Regions from separate parts of the Mus musculus genome. Here region 1 is linked to region 2. A link is a contact called in public Hi-C data. All regions are on one chromosome and are shown on one strand. The core of a region is the stretch at or near the end of the contact, and the rest is flanking DNA. Distances in the headings are between cores, read along the strand shown. Region 1 overlaps Nek6 (NIMA (never in mitosis gene a)-related expressed kinase 6). Region 2 has its middle 29 kb from the start of Gm25081.

What was found. Hi-C and Micro-C count contacts between places; a contact is called where the count stands out from the background.
Region 1: a contact with region 2 is called in a Hi-C map of bone marrow-derived macrophages, with 35 read pairs. The contact joins two enhancer-like sites. A contact is called at or near these places in 5 of 484 Hi-C or Micro-C datasets (bone marrow-derived macrophages, differentiating spermatogonia, neutrophils and 2 more), 2 of 115 datasets of contacts at active chromatin or transcription factors (the HPC-7 cell line and large pre-B cells) and 1 of 9 other capture datasets (adipose tissue).

What each region holds. Positions count from the first base shown.
Region 1 is chr2:38,554,073-38,556,772 of GRCm38.p6, reverse strand. All of the region lies in intron 2 of Nek6 (NIMA (never in mitosis gene a)-related expressed kinase 6), which reads right to left. Among named protein-coding and RNA genes, the nearest start is that of Gm35808, 22 kb to the right of the region's middle. Within about 2 kb of position 1,327, at least 8 of the 459 cell types and tissues checked have an H3K27ac peak or open chromatin away from gene starts, as enhancers often do. A contact at or near this core is called in bone marrow-derived macrophages, where this site is marked.
Region 2 is chr2:38,449,534-38,452,233 of GRCm38.p6, reverse strand. No RefSeq gene overlaps it. Among named protein-coding and RNA genes, the nearest start is that of Gm25081, 29 kb to the left of the region's middle. Within about 2 kb of position 1,428, at least 16 of the 459 cell types and tissues checked have an H3K27ac peak or open chromatin away from gene starts, as enhancers often do. A contact at or near this core is called in bone marrow-derived macrophages, where this site is marked.

The DNA of each region.
Region 1 (2,700 bases), core at 78-2,577, 100 kb before region 2:
TGGTTTGGAGAGATCCCTGACTGCAGACTCAAACCAGAGGAAGATGATGTCTGCCAGGCAAACTTTTAAGGAGTGGCTAGTATGCTACCTACCCACCAAGTAAGCGGTTCAGAGGCCAAGCTTCCCCAAACACTATTCATACCCGACATGTTGGTATAGGTGCCACCTCAGAGAGACCAAAGTGGGGACCCAATGCTGGAAAGTGAGGGCTGGTGGGGTGCAGCAGAGCCAGCCCCCACTCTCTGCTTCTCCTCCAAGGCTCCAGTAGGAGCAAAGCATTGCCAACTGCAGGAGCACAGCTGAAGTCATGCTTGCAAAGAACCAAGGTGGCTCCTGGGACCTTGGATGGAAGTAGACCTTCGGAGGTGACAATGTGCTGTTGTGCAGTAAGTACCTATTGTGTGGTACTTGAGAGGTGCTATGAAAGCCTCCTGACAGCCTATGCAGGCCTCTTCCTGAGGGTCTAGGCCAGTACAGCAGGGACTTGAGTTCTTTGTCTGACCCTGAGCTGTGCTGATGGTGGTCCTGGGTGAGGCCCCCTCTCTTGCATCCCCCTGGTACAGTGAAGGATGGAGTCGGGTGATCACTAAGGCTACTTGTACTGTGAACACAGACAGGCCTTCTTCTCATTAGGATGGGTGGATGAGCTGTGGGCTGAAGACCCCTTGACAGTCTGCCCAACCAGGAGGCGACACTGCCCAGTTCACCAGTGGCTCCAAAGTCTAATGGATGTGAGGTGTAGTTGTGGGGTGACTGAGGCAGAGGTTCTAGCTCACATCTGCATATGGATGACCCAGATTTGCATTTCCTGTCACACTCCAGTCATCCCAACTAGAGAAAAGGTTTCCTGTAGTGAAGCTATGCACTGGGGGCATGTCCAGGTCACTGGGGTGGGAGAGTGCCAGAAAACTGCTAGGCAGGGTGCTCCTGTGGCTGCCACTGCTCAAGTGTTGGGCATCTCATCGCACAAGGGCCCTTCAGCATCAGAGTCCTGACCCTGATTTAACTCATGGAGAGAGGGAGGGTGTAGAGTCTTCTTACCCGCCACACTAGGTCTGTATGTTGCGCCTCATCAGGCCTGTTTCCCAACCCAGGTTACCCTCGGCATGATCCAGTTTGCCACGCATCCAAGTGACCCTGAGCCTGTCATCTGTTCATTAGGGCTGTATTGAGGGCAGGGATGGATGCCTCAATGGGAAGTCATTCCTGGCTCCTTTGGGAAGGCCCTTAGCTGTCCCTCAAAGGCAGAGGAGGCAGCGTGTTGACCTGGGCTATGAAGAGGCAGGCTGCTGACCCTGCAACAATTCCACACCCACTGCTTCCTAGCACAGTGGCCCCAAGGAGAAGGCCTGTGCTGCAGAGGGAGGATGGTGTGGACTAGGAAGAGGAGGAGGAGGAGGAGGAGGAGGAAGACGAAGAAGAGGAAGAGGGAGGAGGGGAGAAGGAAGAAGAGGAGGGGTGAGGGGAGGAGGAAGAAGAGGAAGAGGAAGGAGGGGAGGAGGAAGAGGAGGAGGGAAGAGGGGAGGGAGGAGGAGGGAGCAGTCTCTATAAGCATGACCACAGACAGCAGAAGCAGCCTGGTGGGCAGGAGTCAAAGAGACAGCTGAAGTCCATGTTCACTGTCTCCAAATGCATCCTTCCTAGAAATGTCACTAGTTTTCTGAGGCCCAAGCAGGACATATAAGGGATAATGGGAGATGACTCCCTTGGGACACTTATCCTACCCCAGAAAACCCTGAGAAACCCAGGCTTTCTTTTCCAAGTCAGATCAAATTAGGCCAGAAATACCCGCCCCCCCCAGTACCCCCTCACTAATTTGAGTTTAAAATGTTTGAACCACACTATGCCTCGCCATCGACAAACCCTTTTCTCCCCTATGCTCACTCCCTAAACAGGAACATAAAATTACACGTTAGAAGGATAAAAATGCATTCGCCCAATTAATTTTCTGAAATCTCATTAAAAAATTTAGCCTGACTAAGTCAGACTTCTGACCTGAATTTTAATCATCTTTACACTGGATGGGCCTCGTCTCCCTCACACTGGTGACGCATCATTAATTTTAAGGCAACTGTTTCTATGATTTTAAAAAGCACACTTCATCAGCATGACATTTCCTGTAAACGAATTTCACCTTTAAAGACATCTGACATCGTGTGTATGGGGGACTTACAGGAGACTGGGTTTCTACGAAGCGAAATGCTTTAAATATGCATTGCACAAAAGGGCTCAATTTACAAAGAGTCCACATTGTCAGACACCTTGCAAGGCCAACCCCGCTCGGCAGAGTGGCCAATTTCAAACCCACAGCCGACCTTCTTTCTTACTGCCCTCAAGAGCAAGACAGCACTTCACCTCCCTGTGAAGTGGAGCACTGGCTGCTCCTCCTTCTCTGAGACCGCACTGTCAGCCCGATTGCCATCATCCCAGCTGAGGCGCCTACTATAGGCTTCATGGACCATCAGCTCACAGGCACACTCAGGAATTGCTTGTAGCGCAGAGACATCATGATTGGCATTAAACATCCAAATTGCGGTACCCTCCCCCCCTCCCCCCACGGGATGGTCCCGGTACCCTAGCTAGGCGAGAGCTGCAGCTGAGAGCAAGGCCAGGCAAAGGCTGGAAGGAGAAGACTGGAGGGTCTTCCTCACCTCCATCTCCTACAGTTGCCGCTTCCGGGTGTACACCGCTTCCCACCCC
Region 2 (2,700 bases), core at 179-2,678:
CAGAAAGAACTCACTCCCCACTCCTGCCTTGTAAATTTCACCAAGGACACCCGGAAGAGAAGAACTCTTCCCAACTTCTCCCAACTCCTCAGCTAGCTGTTAAAAGCCCCCTACTGTCACCGCTCGGGGGTCGAACTCCCTTGCTCTGCAAGGCGCGAGGGGTTCCTCCTCAGCTAGCTGATAATAAAACCTCTTACAGCTTGCATCAGGTGTGGTTTTCTCTCAAGATGTTGGGGTGTTGGCCAGCTCATCCTGGGACTTGAGCGGAAGCCCAGCATGGGGGGGGGGGGTCTTACAGTTTCATCAGTAAAGTGCCTGGCAGGAGCTTGGATTCACAACACCATGCAAAGAGCCAGGTATGAGAGTGAACCGGAAATTATGAGCTATGGGATGCCTTGAGACCTTCTCTCAAAAAATAAGGTGGGGGTGTCAAGAGGCACGTGATAGTGCTTTCTGGCCTACACACACACACACACACACACACACACACACACACACACATACACACACACATACACACACACACACACACACACACACACACACACATACACACACACACACATATATACACACACACACTAGCATCCAAAGACAAGGGCTGAGGGTTTTTGTTGTTGTTATTGCTTTTGGGTTGTTTTTTCTTTTTTTTTTTTTCAAAACTGTTGAAGAGAGTACCTCAAGACAGGAGCTTCATTAAACTTCAGGGTGGAGCACTTGCTCAGAACGGCAGTTAGAGGACTTTTTAGTGGAAACCTCCAAAACCAGAAGATAGAGCAATGAGAATTCTAAACCAGCCTGACGAGCTAGAGTGCCACACAAGGCAAAAATACCCTTCAAAACTTAAATCAAAGTGACAGCATTTCAGGGGCAAGCTGGGGTGACACACACTTTTAATCCCAGCACTCAGGAGGCAGACGTGGGAGGAGCTCTGTGAGTTTGAGGCCAACCTAGTCTACAGAGCAAGTTCTAAGACAGCTGGGGCTACACAGAGAAATCGTTTCTCAAAACAAACAACAAAACAGGAAATAGATACAAGTTGAAAAGTTTCATTGTCAGCAGTCTTTCAGCTATACTTCCTTGCCAGGCATGGTAGTGAAGGCACACCTTTAATCTCAGCACTTGGAAGGGAAGCAGATCTGTGATCTCTGTGAGTTCAAGGCCAGCTTGGTTTGTGTAGTGAGTTCCAGGACAGCCAGAGCTGCAGAGACCCTGTCTGAAACAACACAACAGTCCCTCAATCTGGAAAATGGTCCTAGCTGGGTGCTTGGGACTATGCAGTAGAATGCAGGAAACTGGACAGTATGTTTAATTTGTCTGGAACAACAACATTATACATGTAGTGTGGGGGTTGGAACATCTGTAAAAGGAAAATATATGGCCATGCCACCACAAAGTTCAGATGTGGAAGTGGAGTTAAAGCCTTGTAAGCTCACTGAATGTTCCAGGGAGAGGCTAAAAGGACTGAGACCCGCAGCTGTGGGACAGTATCACATGGCCTAACAGTCATGAGTCAGATTCCCAGAAATATAAGAGAAAGAAGAAAAGAGCTGCAAGAAGCACTTGAAGAGATAATGGCTGGGAATTGCCTCCAAATGAATAAAAGACAAGAAAGAAGAAATCATCGATCCAAGGAGCTCAGATGACAGCAAAGAAAAATACTGAAAGGAAGGAAGGGAAGGGGAGAGGAGAAGGGGGGAAGAGTGAGAGAGAGAGAGAGAGAGAGAGAGAGAGAGAGAGAGAAGGCTAGAGAGAAAAAGAGTAGGAGAGAGGAGAGGAGAAGAGAGGAGGGGAGAAGGGGAGGGGAAGGGGTAGGGAGAGAGGGAAGGAGAGAGGAGAGAGAGTAGGGTTGGGGAAATGGTCACTGAGTGCTTGCAGTCTGGATGTAAGAATCTGAGTTTTAATCTCCAGCCCCCACATTAAGAAGCGTGTTCTCTCCTTCTGTCCTGAGGGTCTTCAGGCTTGGCAGCAGTGGCTTTACACACTGGATCATCTCACTGGCCCTCACAAACTTATTTTCAAGATAGACTTAATGTGTAGCCCTGGCTAGCCTAGAACTCACTTTGTAGACCAAGCTGGCCTCAAAGTCATAGAGACCCCCCCTGCTTCTGACTGTGTCTGAACTAACATAGTTTTTAAATTCTCTGGATGTGTGTATGTATGCTTCTGTATGTTGGGATGTGGATACACATTTATGCTACATGTAAGGGACAACCTTGGATATTAGTGTAAAGCTAGTATTGTGTGTGGGTGGGCTGTGACAGGAGGGTCAGTGGGCCTTTCCGGCTGCTGGTCTAGCTCTAGTTTCAGTGAAAGGCCCCGTCTGAAGGGAGTCAGGTGGACAGGATAAAGCAGGACACCCAGCACTCTCCTTGGGTGTGTAATAGCACACATGTACACACAAAAAATAAAAACACACAAAAACTGTCATATTCAAACTGCTCACAATTAAAGATGAAAAGAAAACCTTGAATCATAGAGGCAACCAGAGATAAAAGCCATTTTACACATAGAGGTACAAAGATGAGGACCACAGACTTCTCAGCAGAAATGACACAAGACAGAGCCCCGAGTGTCATCTCTTTCAAAGTATTAGGGGGTATTAGGGGGAATACCTGTCAACTCAGAGTGATCTACCTAGTGAGAATATCATCCAAACATTCAGGAGACCTAATGATGTTTCTATTCAGAAAACTTATT